2 separate regions of the Mus musculus genome follow, and region 2 is linked to region 1. A link is a contact called in public promoter capture Hi-C data. All regions are on one chromosome and are shown on one strand. Each heading gives the region's core, a stretch centred on a gene start, on an enhancer-like site or on the middle of the called end of the contact. The rest is flanking DNA. Distances are from core to core; before and after follow the strand shown.

Region 1 (7,887 bases), core at 3,532-6,031:
CAACACCTCAAGTTCTACACTCAAGGACCATGTAATATTTAAGGACTTCTGAGAGAGGGAGAATTATTCTTTCCCATAGAAGTTGAAACTAAAATCAATTAAATCTTTAATGACCAATTATAGAATAAATCTGATTTTGAAAATTAGAAAAAAAAGGACAGATTAGATCATGGAAGATGGTCCTGTGGTTAAAGTACAGTATTGGGTGGATGTACGGAGAAAAGATATTTGAGCAAATAATAATGGTGAAAATTTACTAAAGTTTAAAGATATAATTATATATTAACAAAGCAGAAAAGAGTTAAGGAGGTAGATCTCTGGGTAAAGTTTTATTTTGAAACCACAAGGATCTGAATTTAGATCCCTAACAAAAACATAAAAGCCCAGTATGAAGGGATACACTTGCAATATAAGCTTTGGGATTCTCTGAATTCTCAGTCTATCCAATCAGTGAGGACCATGTATCAAAAAGCAAGGTTGAGAGTGATACAGGAAGGGACTCAAGGTTTACCTCTGGCCTCCATGTGCATATGTACAGGTGAACATATATACACATGTCCACATGTGCATGCATGCATGCACACACACACACACACACACACACACACACACACACACACATACTGACACATGCCCATGGAAAAGACAAAGTAGAATGAGTTATCAGAGAAAGAAAGCAGAGAATAACTGTTTAGAAAAGGGTTGGGTGTGGTTGGTGTTGCACAGGACTGCTTGCATGTAGTTAGCATCTTTTAGGGATGGCGGAAGAGTGTGGAAAGGAATGTGCATTTAGATATTTAGTGGCTAGAGTTGTAAACAGAGATAATCACCTTTCAAATGTCCATTCCATGCCTTCCATTTGGACAAATATATTGTTGAAAAACAGTGGCTTATGCACAGTTTGTATTTCTCAGAATAACTTAAGTCTGGATGGATGTTGTGACTTGTGGAAGGAATTTGTACTACAACTTTGCCAAGGCGATGGAGAGGCAGATATTCCATCTTATCATCACCTTATTCAGTTTGTCAGCTTCATGTAGGATATTTCAGAGTGAAAGGGTACAGAAGAGGCAGTTATAAGACAGAAATGAGGCTGGGTCCCTGAATTATTATCTGCCACAGATACATAAAAGCCTCTTCATATCTTAATTACATCAAGAAGAAAATAAAGGAAACTGCCTGGTTTTACAGTTTAGCCAAACTGAGGAGAGAAATACTCTGAATTCCTTTCCTCCAATTTGCAGTGTTATAATTGTATAGAAAAAAGAAGAAGAAACAAAACTCAGAAAACATGTATATGTTAATTGAAGTTTTTGTGTTGTGTGAAATCTTTTTCTAGGAGACAACTTCTGCCTCTAGCTAGAATGACAGCTGTTCCTGTCTCCCTGGGATGACATTCCTGTGGAAAATTTACTTCTTTGTGGTTCATAGCTTCAGTAGTCTGATGGACAATGCAAGAGGCACATGCGTCTCTCTTTATAATGTCTTCTTTCCTGTCATGGAACTTGCAAAACCATTCATCTGTCTGAACAAACTCATTTGATTCATACACAAGAATGAAACAAACCACTAATTTATTATTCCATAGAAACAGTAATAATGTTGATAAAAACATTACTTGGAGGTAGACATGTACCAATATTATCCTCACTATAGAGATGAGGAAATAGAGTTAGAGAAGGCTAAGGAACTCATTCATGTGCCTTACATGGGTATTTAGTGAGTTTACTATGCAGTCTAACTACCTCATCTGGACTATGGTTTTATCTACCTCTTGGGAAATGGTTGTAAAAAGGGTAATGACAGCAATAGTGGCCTCTTTCCAAAGTTACTTAGTGTTGCAGCAGAAAGTCAGTCAGTCACAAGGTAAATAGAGGCAATAAACAAATGTAGTCAGAAATCTTTACCGAGTTTTGAGAAGGAATCACTAGTTTCCCAGAAGTCAGTTAGGAATTGGAAATATGATACTAGAATCACAACACCTCTATCCAAAGGAAGGGCTTTACACATCCTCTAGATGACCCATGCACTGATTATTGCATTTCACACACATCAGTGGAAGTGTAGAAGTACATGTTTTGTATAAGACAGAACAAAACAGACCTCCATATGGATTGAGCATTCTAAATGTGGCATGAAAGAGTAAACTAAGTAAGTTCAGCACTGTGATGAAAAGCTATTGGAAACTGATAGCTACTTGGAAAGGAAGAGTCAGTTTTCTACAGAGATGTGGCTCTTGTGAGACTATGCGTGCTTCAGTAGATGGTTTTACACATGTCTATGCAGACAGTACTAAATGGGCTTAGTAAGCTTAATAATACGAGTGTGTGTTATGTGGGGAGCTAGGGGAGAAGCTAGAGAGGAAGGAATGGGAATAAAATTGATCAAAACAGGTTTAATTCATTTATAAAAATTGGACATAGTACTACCAGAGGATCCAGCAATACCTCTCCTGGGCATATATCCAGAAGAGGTCCCAACCGGTAAGAAGGACACATGCTCCACTATGTTCATAGCAGCCTTATTTATAATAGCCAGAAGCTGGAAAGAACCCAGATGCCCCTCAACAGAGGAATGGATACAGAAAATGTGGTACATTTACACAATGGAGTACTACTCAGCTATTAAAAAATGAATTTATGAAATTCCTAGGCAAATGGATGGACCTGGAGGGCATCATCCTGAGTGAGGTAACCCAATCACAAAGGAACTCACACAATATGTACTCACTGATAAGTGGATATTAGCCCAGAAACTTAGGATACACAAGATATAAGATACAATTTGCTAAACGCATGAAACTCAAGAAGAATGAAGACCAAAGTGTGGACACTTTGCCCCTTCTTAGAATTGGGAAAAAAACACCCATGGAAGGAGTTACAGAGACAAAGTTTGGAGCTAGAGACTGCCATAACCGGGGATCCATCCCATAATCAGCTTCCAAACGCTGACACCATTGCCCACACTCGCAAGATTTTGCTGAAAGGACCCAGATATAGCTCTCTCTTGTGAGACTATGCCGGGGCCTAGCAAACACAGAAGTGGATGCTCACAGTCAGATAATGGATGGATCACAGGGCTCCCAATGGAGGAGCTAGAGAAAGTACCCAAGGAGCTAAAAGGATCTGCAACCCTATAGGTGGAACAACATTATGAACTAACCAGTACCCCGGAGCTCTTGTCTCTAGCTGCATATGTATCAAAAGATGGCCTAGTCGGCCATCACTGGAAAGAGAGGCCCATTGGACTTGCAAACTTTATATGCCCCAGTACAGGGGAATGCCAGGGCCAAAAAGTGGGAGTGGGTGGGTAGGGGAGGGGGGGAGGGTATGGGGGACTTTTGGGATAGCATTGGAAATGTAATTGAGGAAAATACGTAATAAAAATATTAAAAAAAGAAAGAGAGAAAAAATCTCAATACAAAAATTAAGCAAAAGAACCATAGAGAACAATAAAGCTTGCAACTCTCTCTCTCTCTCTCTCTCTCTCTCTCTCTCTCTCTCTCTCTCTCTCTCATCTCTGACGTATTACACTTCCCAGAATCTGGATGAAATGACCAAAAAAAGATCTAGGCTGATTGTGTCTACTCCTATCATGTATTTGTTTTGTGTCTCTGCGAATGATTAACTTCACTGAGGGAGTTTTGCAAGGCCTTGCTTCAGTTTATATTTCCCTTCCCCATGGCACTGTGACAAATGTCATATTTGCTCTCTGTTCTGCTCCTAACAAACCTAGGGCCTCTTTGCTGCTTGTGAGTCTATTATGCAGTCTATTTTAGGAAAAATCCCCTATGAGGTTGCTTTACTTATTTCCTGACTCCAGACTCAATGCCTGCATCTTCCCAGCCCACAGAGAGCAGGGCCAGGATCAGAATGTTAGGATTTTTTGAAGTCAAAGGTACCTGAGTACAAACCCTGATTCTACTATATATCTCCTATTGGAATTTGGTGAATCACATAATGGTAGGTAACATGAAATAGATTAATTCTCAAAAGCCATTTTGGATCATTCCCCAGACAGGGAAATGGCACTTTTTCAGTTTAATTTTTCTCAAGGAGGAGCTCCAAAGTCTCAGATATTCCAACAACTAAAGTTTAGGCATATTGCTAAACTTTTGCTGTTCCAACACACACACTAAGCTGTTAGCAGCAGTTAGGCCTGAACTGTATAGGGTGAAAAGTAGAGGTAAAAGTGGAGATATGGATACAGGACATTAAAATTTAATTTTATGGGCTTCAGTTTTCCAACTAGCACATGTAAAGATTATACAATTTTAAATCTATATTTTTTCCTTTCCAAAAGCATTTTCTTAGGTGATTCATTTAAATAATCTCTTTATATAAGTATTTCAACTGGTTGAAATCTCCATGGTGTGCCCTTCACTTTCAAATAGTTTGCAATTAGTTTATATTGCGTGGACCAGGGATCAATTCCATTGCCACTTGAAGCAATCTGAGGACTTCTGTACAGAAACATCAATACAACTTCGCATACCATTAATAAAATGAGCAAGAAAAAACTAGCCCTGGAGTTTTGTGTGTAGATGTTTATGTGTAGGGGCATATGTGGGTACACTAGCATATGCATAAATGTGCAGATACTCTAAGTTAACATCTGATATCTTCTTTCATCACTTCAATATCTAATTAATTAATTAGTTAATTAACTTTGAAACATGCCCTTACTATGAAGCCTCTGCCTGCCACTATACTTGCTAGGTAGACCGGGCTGCTGGCCTGAAACTCAGAGATCTGCCTCCCAATTACTAGGACTAAAGGTCTGCATCAACATTCCTGGCTTGGCCACAATTTTTATTGTTTTCCTAGATTGATCTCCCTTTGAATCTGGGGTTAACAGACTCAGCTAGAACGATTGGCCAGCAGCAATTCCCTGAGGTACTTCTTCAGAACTGGGATTACAAATTTATGGTTTCCAGTTCTTTCTGCATGGGTGATGGAAATCTGAACTCAGCTCCTCTTGCTTGTTGTGGCAAGCATTTTGTTGACTGAGCCATGTCTCCTGCTAAGTTGGAAAAATAAAAATAAAAAAAAGCAGACCACACACTTCCAACATACAATATACATTATACAGAAAAGGCATTGCCATTCCCAAAGGAAGGGAATAGAATAAAGACTGAAAAAAAGCAGAGCAAACTCCAAATTCTATATCTCCATGTCTCCAAAGTTCTCTTCAGATCTCCAACTCATTTCAACTTTGTTGATTACAATACATTTCTTTCTCCTGAGCTAGTTCCACAGCAGGTGTGCCACTTTCCTTGGCAGGTAGCCCAGGACTCTGGCATCCTGACATTGGAGTTTTGGAAGGCTTCAATTTTGATGCTTCATGCATTGGTCTCTCTGAGCCCTTATGCAGAGGCTCTCCTGTCTTATAACTGGCCTCAGAAGCTTTCCTTAATCATGGAGGCAGATTGCACAAACTTTTTTGTTTTTGACTTTCAAGCCGGAGCAGCTCTGAAACTTCCACCTTCTACTGACAGCAAGGTCTGAAACCTGGGCCCCTTGTTTGAAGGAATATAAATATGATCCCACCAACAGTGGGAGCTGGACCATTGGTTTGCTTTGCTCTGCTGCCCTATTCTTCACTGATGACAAATATATATTGGCTCACCTTGTGTTGTGTTGCTGAGCTGCACTTGTGGTGATGCCAGAGAGAAACTCACCAAAGAACTTCTCATGAGGTTCCTGCAGCTTCTTGCTGCTTCTGTGGCTTCAGGCCAGTTGGATAGCCTTGCAGTTTCTTTGGGATTCAACTGTAGTTGCTGGTTCGTGCCTGGTGTTTGCCTGCCAAGAAGACTGGACTGCAGCTGCTGAATTGTATTTGATGTTTGCTATGGGACTGAACTGCTGATATCCTTACAACAAAGACTGGACTCACCCCCTAAGAACTATTTCTCAGTAGGTCTACTTTCCCTGTGTTTTTAATAGCTGTTCTTTTCCACTATCTGTAGTGGGTAGTAGGATAGATGGAAGGTTGAACACTTATTAAAGTAGATTGAGAAAAATGTATGCCTACACCTGGGTGACAAGTATTTGCAGAAGCCTTAACTTGTTGATGGTTTCCTTCACGGCTGAAGTTTTCCTTCAGTTTCTTTTTACAAGATGAAAGTTTAGCTGTGTGGGGCCTTGCTCTGAGGTCACTACTCCCTTTATTCCATTTAGCTCAGGCTATTCTTCAAACTTTTTATCTCCTCAAGTATAGAATATGGCTCCAACATCACCCTTCCTGGTGTCCTTTTTCTCCTCACATTTTGTATTTTCCTTGACCCACTCACATTGAAGGTCTCTAATAGAATGATTACTACTAACCATGTGGTTCTACTCAGTACTAGACTGTCTTGAAATCTCTTCAGAAAATTCCCATTAATCCCAAATTCTACAATTTAGCCTCTGGCAGAAGACAAAGGCATAAATGCTTTTATGCCATGCTTTACCAAAACAATGAGAGAATGGCCTCTAGGCCACTTACTAATATTCTTCCTCTCTGCTGGACAGTCATTGTCTACATTGTTCTCAGCACCAGTGTCTATACTCAGATGGCCCAGACTAAAAGATTCAACTCTTTTTTTCCAGGTCAAAGTCCCTGGGTAGAGGTGGGGAGTAAGGAGTCAAATGTGGTGGTTTGAGTGGATTCACCCGCATAGGGCATAGGCTGTTGTTGTATTTGCTTGGTCCCCAGTTAGAGAGGTATCTGGGAATAATTAGAAAGTATGGCTTTGTTGAAAAAAGTGTGACTTTGTTGAAAGAGGTGTGCTACTGGGAGTGGGCTTTTAGGTTTAAAAAGTCTATATCCAGTGCCGCCCCTCTCTCCTGCCAGTGGATCAGGATGTAGCTTTCAGCTACTTCTCCAAAGCAGTGCATGCTTGTGTGTTGCCATGTGCCCCACCGATATGATCATGGACTCACCCTCTGAAACTGTAAGAAAGGACCCAGTTAAATGCTTTCTTTAGTAAGAGTTGCCACGGTCATGGTGTCTCTTCACAGCAATAGAACAGCCACTAACCCAATATATGTGGGTATTTTGCCTGCATGTATGTCTATGGACCATATATATGCAATGTCCACTGAGACCAGAGGTGGACATGAACCCCCCCCCCCCGAAACTACAATTACAGATGGGTATGAGTCACGTTGTGAGTATCAGAAACAAAACCAGGGACCTCTGCAAGAGCAGCATTCATTCTTATCGTCTAATCTATCTTTTCAGCCCCCCCCCCCAATATCTTCATGGAAAAGGAATATTGTCTCTTCATAGGCAACCTCCTAGCGAGTGTTATCAATTGTGGGGGAATTGTTGACACTGAGCTGGCTTAACTCTTCCAGGGTGCTGGTATACTTTCCCTTTCTATGTTTCCTTAAATTTCCCAGTGTTTCTATCCTGCTTCAACGATATCTGAAACATTAAGAATGAAAAATAGCTGTCTTGTGAGACTATGCTGGGGCCTAGCAAACACAGAAGTGGATGCTCACAGTCAGCTACTGGATGGAACACAGGGCCCCCAATGGAGGAGCTAGAGAAAGTACCCAAGGAGCTAAAGGGATCTGCAACCCTATAGGTGGAACAACATTATGAACTAACCAGTACCTCGGAGCTCGTGTCTCTAGCTGCATATGTATCAGAAGATGGCCTAGTCGGCCATCAGTGGAAAGAGAGGCCCCTTGGTTGTGCAAACTTTATATGCCTCAGTACAGGAGAATGCCAGGGCCAAGAAGTGGGAGTGGGTGGGTAGGGGAGTGGGGGGGTATGGGGGACTTTTGGGATAGCACTGGAAATGTAAATGAGGAAACTACCTAATAAAATAAGTAAAATAAACAGTAATTCTGAAAAAGAAAAATTGTGTTTCAGGGTGTTTTAGACCACCACAGGAGG
Region 2 (7,887 bases), core at 3,113-5,612, 47 kb before region 1:
AGGTTAGTTTATTCAGAGTAATGAGATGTATAGTAAGGCCAGTTAATTTCATGATTATGAGCCTATGATGATATTAGGTGATGAGCCAGAAGGAATTGTGTACAATGTTATGATACCATAGATAATGCAGTTCTGAAATATTTGGAAGGTAGGTTTAGGACCAGCACTATAGGTACATTAAGACAGTTGGTATGATAAAGTTCGCTGAAAAAATCAACTTAGTGAAGAAAGGATTTTATTCAGCTTATATCGAGCTGATTATATGGTGCCAGGGAAGCAAGGCAGAAGGAGCTTGAGAGTGAAGCATCTGGTCATAATATGTCCACTGTCAGAAGAAGGAGATCCATCCCATATACAACCACCAAATGCAGACACTATTGCATATGCCAGAAAGATTTTGCTGACAGGACTCTGACATAGCTCTCTCTTGTGAGGCTATGCCAGTGCCTGGCAAACACAGAAGTGTATGCTCACAGTCATCTATTGGATGGATCACATGGCCCCTAAAAAAGGAGCTAGAGAAAGTACCCAAGGAGCTAAAGGGGTCAGCAACCCTATAAGAGGAACAACAATATGAACTAACCAGTACCTCCCAGAGCTGTGTCTCTAGTTGCATATATAGCAGAGGATGGCCTAGTAGGCCATCAGTGGGAGGAGAGGCCCCTTGTCTTGTGAAGATCATATGCCCCAGTACAGGGGAATGCCAGGGCCAGGAAGCAGGAGTGGGTAGGTTGGGGAGCAGGGTCGGGGGAGGGTATAGGGGGCTTTTGGGATATCATTTGAAATGTAAATGAAGAAAATGTCTAATAAAACACACACACACACACACACACACACACACACACACACACAGGAAGAGAGCAATGAATGCATGCATGTTCATGCTTGGCTTGACAGTCCAGGATATCTATTACATACAGTTGATCTAGCATTCAGCTGATCTAACATTTGCCAAGTTAACAATTAACTCTAACCATGTCAAAACCCTGAGGTTCTAGGCTCAAGTGTTCAAGTCATATAATACTAGGCAAGTGGAATTTCTTGGATTGCACCTGGAAGTCAAAGTATATGTTCAGGATTTGATCATGGGGATTGCCAAATTCCAAAGCTGCTCATTTTTTCCCAGAATTGATAAGTCACTTTTATCAAAGTTAGTCAATTAAACAAACAAACAAACAAACAAAAAAACCCTAAGAAATCATGAATGAAAGCATTGGAAGAACTATATAACCTTCACTGAGAAAATTACTGAGGCTCCCTTTTTAGCAGTCACAATCTTTTTCTTAGTCTCATGAAGCTGTTTCTCCTTTGCTTAAAGACCCAGGACTTACAAACCTTTAAACCTTATATAACCAGAAGGAAGCTACTTTGCTTCTCTTACCATTCCATACCTGTTATTTTCTCTACATCTATATACACAATGAGGTCCCATTCTTTCTCTTAGACTATTTGGGAGGTCAAATATCAAATGAAACCAGGAGGAGAAGTGTAAGCATGAAAGTAACTGAATAAATATTAAACATTTATAAAATAAAATTTGGAAGGTATTGTATGGCAACAAATTAGGGTATTTATCAAAATTAATGTACATAATTTGGGATCTTAATGAATTAATTGAAATGGTAACACTTTTAAGTTATGTTCTAGTCACTGTGCTATTGAGATTAGCTTAACACAATGCTAAAACTATGCTAAATATAATTATAAGAGGAGAGACCTTAGATTAAATATCCTATAGTGGGGAGAGGGAACTTGTAGAGTCTACCTCTAGTGGAAAGACAGGGCATCAAGTGAGGAATGGGTTTACCATTCTATGGTTAAAAGCTCTGACCCAGAATTGTTCCTGTCTAAAGGAACCACAGAGACAAACAGAGGAAAAGAACCTGTCCAGTGACAGGCCCAAATTGGGGTGCAGCTCAAGAGGAGGCCCTAGGACTTGACACTGTTGCTGATGCTATGGTGTGTTTGCAGACAGGCACCGAGCATGGCTGCCCTACAAGAGGCCCAACAAACAGCTGAGTCAGATGCAGATACCCAACCAGGACAACACCTGGATAGAAGCTGGGGATTCCTGTGGTTGAATTGAGGAAGAGCTGGAAGAAGCTGAGGAGGAGGGTGACCCCATGGGAAGACCAGCAGTCTCAACTAACCTGTATCCCTGAGATCTCTCAGACACTGAGCCACCAGTCAGGCAGCATATACCAGTTGATATGAGGCCCCCGACAAATATACAGCAGAAGACTGCCTGGTCTGGCCTCAGTGAGAGAAGATATACCTAACCCTCGACAGACTTGGGGCCCCAGGGAGTGGGGAGGTCTGAAGGGGTAGGAGGGTAGAGGGGTCAGGGGTGGGAGGGTGGGAGGATGGGTACATCCTCTTAAAGAAGGGAGGAGGAGGTATGGGATGGGGAGCCGTCAGGGGGTAGACTGGGAGAGGGATGAAGAGTGGACTGTAAAATAAGAATAAAAGAATAAAAAAATTAACAAAAGAATGTGTTTGCTGAAAGCAGAAGTATAGGTTGTATATTTCAGTGAGAGGAGAAACCAATTTCTGCTGATGAAATGGAAAAGAATTAGGAGTTTTTGAAATCTCAGAATGGGTAAGGTAGGCACTGTGAAATGAGCTTCTGAACAATATTTTTGTATAGTTTCAGTATGGTTTTGATGTGTCTGCTAAGAGTTCATGTGTTGAAAGCTTGGTCTTCATCAAGTAGAGGTACTGGGAACTTTGTGAAGTAAGGTTTGGTATTAGACTATTGTCCACTTTCCTTAGGAGGGATCAAGTCAGTGCTTGGTGTGTACTTGACTAAGTTCTTTTAAAAATTGGTTGTTTTAGTTTTCAGCTGTTGTCTCATTGTGTAACCCACTGGCTTAAAATTCATAATTTGATCTTCCTGCCTCTGTTTCCCTAGTATGTATGTATGTATGTATGTATGTATGTATGTATGTATGTATGTTTGTATGTATGTATGTATTATGTATGTATGCCAGTAGGTAAGTATGTATATGTATGTGTGTATGTAGTATGTATATATGTATGAATATATATATATATGTGTGTGTGTGTGTGTGTGTGTGTGTGTGTCCCATCTGATTCCTTAAGTTAATTTTCATTGAAAACCTGAACCTATGCCATTGTCCAAATATGCCACCAGAGGGCACAGGTTTAGAATTTTCTTTTCTTACCTTGTGTCTTCTCCAAGGGTTTACTGGATCTTACAGCATCTGAGAAAACAGAAAATATGTTGTATTATTAGGGTAGAATTCTAACTGAACTAAAAGTCAAGAGACTCAAACTTGGTATGGTCTTTCTCTGGGACCAGTGACCATCCTGTATGTGAGATGTGACCAACTGAGTTTGGGAAGTGGGGTCATGAGATCATAATGACCACTATGATGAAGTATGAATGCGCTGTATTAAGCTTTAAAACCCTAGTGCTCAATCTGGTGTTTTGTTACTATAGAGCTTTACTGTATTTGATTGAAAATGTAAATTACATAATATAGTCACCCTTACTGACCCCACTTTCTTTTCTACACCACCCCCAGTGTCTTCCCAATTGAGTTAAGTTTAAGTGTTTCATATTTATTTTAGATTTCAAGTCCTTCCATAAACTATATGTAGCATTAACTTGAACTAGCCCAGATAGTTCCCTACTCCCTTGATTAACAAATTGTCCCTTAAGGTAGTTCTTGAGGTAGCCATGTGGGAAATCAGATACTTTGTGTCTTGTCCTGTGCATGGTCAAATAGTAGAGAAGTCACTTTTATCAGTATCACTATACCTAGAAAGTGACAGAGGCTAAACTGGAGTTTCTGAATGAAATCTGTTTGTCTCATCTGCTTCTTTGTATTTAGCACACAGCCAATCTCAGTAAGAAGCTAGTAGTCTTAATTCCACATTCCTGGCCCCATTTGTACTATATTTTGGAGTCCTTGGGTTAGGGGGAGGTGTAGTGGATTTTAGTGATCAGAAGAAATGACGCGTTTCCCTTTGAGCACTAAAAAGCCTAGTTTCGACAACATGTTCTCCACATATACACAAACCATCCTATAACACCAATTCAAAAGAGTCCCCAAGTCTCTTGTCTGTAAACCTTCTTCTCAAATGTAATCATGGCCTAACACTGACAGGAAGAACTATTTTGAATGAAGTATGTATGCAGAAGCCAAATCTTATCTAAATTTTACCCAGAGTACAAACCTTAATTTTTAAGCCCTTTTTTTTCCACTTGGTCTTTGTTTTGTGCATCAGCTTTGCAAATGTCATCCCAGAGTTCATGGCATGGTTAATTTGTAACCAGGAATGCTCTAGTTTTGCAATAGAGGGCATGTTATAAAGACTGAATGGTGTTGCTATCTGAGAGATGCAAGTGGCTTCTTGGGCATGTGCTGTAAGTAGTTTTTCTCCTTGGGAACATTGAACATTGCTAACAAGTCAGAGGCCCAAATACCTGTGATTTTGTTTAGGAGGCAAGAGTGCTCATCTGATAATTGACCCTCTAACCAGCCTTAATGACTTTGATAGGAAGAGTACTCTGGTGATGAAGTAGAGATTTGACCTAAGAGTGGACGAAGGAAGGTTGGAGAGGATAAGAGGCCCTCTGTCCTGCTAGGAGCTGATAAATTCATTAAGGCCTTAAGCTTAGGCAATGGCAAGTGACTGTAGAGATGGAGTGAAAAGAAATTCATATGTATTTAGGCAGTATCCATTGGTCATCATGACCATTAGAGGTGATGAACAAAAACAAAGCAAGCCCTTTTGATCTGGGTCTGTCTATAAACAGTGGTGGAGTATATTGAGATATGGATTGAAAATGAAGGAGTAGGTTCGTGGAGTTAAGAGAGAGAAGGTGTTTACATTTGGAAACATATATTCCAAAGGAGGCTGAAGTCCTAGTGGATAAATAGCAACTGGGTAGATGAGTAAGGATTTTGTAAGACAGTATGGATTAGGAGGATTTCTATATTATAGCAGTTTATACCTAGGACAAGGCTACTCATAAAGAACATGACAGTCTTAGGAAGGGGTCTTATACTGGCCCCATGGATCTCTTCTTTTAAACTACTGGTGTATGATTATTGTGTCTCTACATCTGGCTCTTTGTTTCTTTGTACTGTTTTATGCTTAGAAAACTAATAATTCCAAGAAGATATGCATACTCAGAAGAATAAGATCTGTTAGAAGTGAGAAATGACTCTTCAGTTGGTACTAAAAGAATGAAGTCTCTAAAACATGAATGTTATACTTTCATTTTCCTCTTGTTTGAAAAATACTCTTGTGGCTCCCATACATTGCACAGGTGCATGAGTGTTGGTTTGTTATGTTGTACATGACTTGATAAACTATTGTTCTTCCAGCCCAACTAGTCATTTCTTGTAGGGGTTGTTCTCATTTTGTCATTTCAGAAATGTTACCTTAAGAAAACATCCATTTAAAATTGACATACACACTAACCAGACTTTTAATGTGCATGTAACATAAATAGAGGGAGTGCTTGTTCTGCCTAATGATTCGTCACACTCATAAACTGCCTTTAGTTCAAATGACAAGCAATTTGTTTTCCAGGAATGTAAATTAGTATCAGTATTTTCACGTGTTGTTACTACATGGTAATGAATTCATGACATCGTATATCTGTTGCCCAGGCAATCTATTTCTCCTACTCTTTCTTCCTAGTAGACATGTCACTGGTCTTTAGTGAGGAGAGAGACTACTGCTCCTTATTTCTTGCTGAACACACCATCAAATACTTGCTTTAGTTTTATAAATCAAGGTGGGTGACTTATGTTTCTCTGAATCAGAAACTGTTTCATATGTCTACACCCCCTCCCAACGGTTATCTCACTTCATGTTTTGTAGATCATCTTCATTCCAGAATGTCAGTGTTCTTCTATCTGTTTGTCTTGGTATTTGGGCTTCAGGCTACAATCCATTGTGCACCACATAACAGCTCTGAAGGCAAAGTAACGACCTGTCATTTGCCCCAACAAAATGCCACTCTCTATAAGATGCCATCTATCAATGCTGACTTTGCATTCAGTCTGTATCGGAGGCTCTCTGTGGAGAACCCAGATTTGAACATCTTCTTCTCCCCTGTGAGCATATCTGTTGCTTTAGCCATGCTTTCTTTTGGATCTGGCTCTAGCACCCAAACACAGATTCTGGAGGTGTTGGGGTTTAACCTCACAGATACTCCCGTGACAGAATTACAACAGGGCTTCCAACATTTGATCTGTTCATTGAATTTCCCAAAGAATGAACTGGAATTGCAGATGGGAAATGCAGTTTTCATTGGACAGCAGCTGAAACCATTGGCAAAGTTTTTGGATGATGTCAAGACCCTCTATGAAACTGAAGTCTTTTCTACTGACTTCTCCAATGTTTCTGCAGCCCAGCACAAGATCAACAGTTATGTGGAGAAGCAAACCAAAGGGAAAATTGTAGGCTTAATTCAAGGCCTCAAACTGAATATTATCATGATTCTGGTGAACTATATTCATTTCAGAGGTAAGGTGTCAAGAGTTGTCCCATGTATCACAGTGATTTTTCACTATTGGCCCCTATCTGTGCATTGTATTGGATTATTCCAGGATGACACACAGCTCTACATATGAATTCAGGAAATTTCTAGGGAGATAAAACTTTTAGAGATGTGGTTGACAATGTTATGAATGTCCTGATCCTATCAGGCTACATAATTACAGTTTGTAATATATTTAATGAGATGGGAAAAACCTGTGCTTGGGAAGTCAACTGAATTTCTATGTAAGAATAATATGATCCTTATTTCCTGTGTACATTTGGATACACTGCAAAAATACCTTGTAACATATATTAAGTACCTACTATGTGCTAAAGATTATGCTACAAAAACATGCCATTAATAATTTTCAGTGCTTATCCTTCCAAGCAAGACTGCCTAAACCTAAAGCTGAAGCTCTAAGCATCATGGTTCCTCTTGATTGTATAGATCCTGATTTTTTTAAGTTTGGATGAGTGGACTTTTTGGCATTAGTCACATACCTATATATACTTAAAATGGCAGAATAGTGTTTTCTAATTTCACCCATTTTTCTGGACACTCATATATCTTTTCATGGAAGGAGATTCTCTTTCAGGTGGGTGTAGAAAGTATAGTGTTTCTAAAACTGACTCTGAGGTCCAGCAGCATTGAAAAGGACTTCTGGTTTTCCCATATTGTAGCCAGATGAATACGTCAGCTGACTTTTTTTCTCTGATACTCAGTGAGTCACTTGTAGTTTCTTGGGAAACTGGTTAAGAGTAGGTAGTATTAATTATTAGCTGAATGACTAATGGTTTCAAAGAAACATCTCTCCTCTTTCTGTGTTTTAAGCCCAGTGGGCAAATCCTTTCCGTGTATCTAAAACTGAAGAGAGTTCCAACTTCTCAGTGGACAAGAGCACCACAGTACAAGTGCCCATGATGCACCAGCTAGAACAATACTATCATTACGTGGATATGGAGCTGAATTGTACAGTACTTCAAATGGACTATAGTGAGAACGCCCTGGCACTTTTTGTCCTTCCAAAAGAGGGACACATGGAATGGGTAGAAGCAGCCATGTCATCTAAGACACTGAAGAAGTGGAACTATTTACTGCAGAAAGGGTAAATAATTTAGATGATATGGGGATCTAAATGTAGGCTTAAAGGTGTAGTTGAGGATGAGTTAAGGGGAAACCTAGAAGTAGGAACATTGCCCAGAAGCAGCTGGCTGTGGCATTATGATTGTTAAAATAGGTCCACAATATATAGTGTGCCTGATACTTTCCTGAATACATCCATAGTGTTTCATCTAAGCATTCTGGGAAAACTCCAAAGCTTGTAGTATTATGGATATTTGTAAAATTAGAAATTGTCATAG

Evidence for each region. Promoter capture Hi-C pulls out the DNA fragments that hold promoters and counts their contacts.
Region 2: a contact with region 1 is called in a promoter capture Hi-C map of liver, with 4 times the contacts expected there. The contact joins the promoter of Serpina7 here to the enhancer-like site in region 1. A contact is called at or near these places in 2 of 39 promoter capture datasets (both in liver), 6 of 484 Hi-C or Micro-C datasets (all in liver), 2 of 115 datasets of contacts at active chromatin or transcription factors (embryonic stem cells and hepatocytes) and 3 of 9 other capture datasets (adipose tissue, liver and pancreatic islet).

The regions. Positions count from the first base shown.
Region 1 is chrX:139,035,270-139,043,156 of GRCm38.p6, reverse strand. No RefSeq gene overlaps it. Among named protein-coding and RNA genes, the nearest start is that of Serpina7, 46 kb to the left of the region's middle. Within about 2 kb of position 4,781, at least 4 of the 459 cell types and tissues checked have an H3K27ac peak or open chromatin away from gene starts, as enhancers often do. A contact at or near this core is called in hepatocytes and liver, where this site is marked.
Region 2 is chrX:139,081,694-139,089,580 of GRCm38.p6, reverse strand. Serpina7 (serine (or cysteine) peptidase inhibitor, clade A (alpha-1 antiproteinase, antitrypsin), member 7) reads left to right here and starts at 4,362. Exons shown (of 6, transcript NM_001382372.1): 1 at 4,362-4,393; 2 at 5,683-5,776; 3 at 5,863-6,510; 4 at 7,358-7,631. The coding sequence starts at 5,880. 4930513O06Rik (RIKEN cDNA 4930513O06 gene) reads right to left here and starts at 3,338. Exons shown (of 4, transcript NM_029174.1): 1 at 3,186-3,338.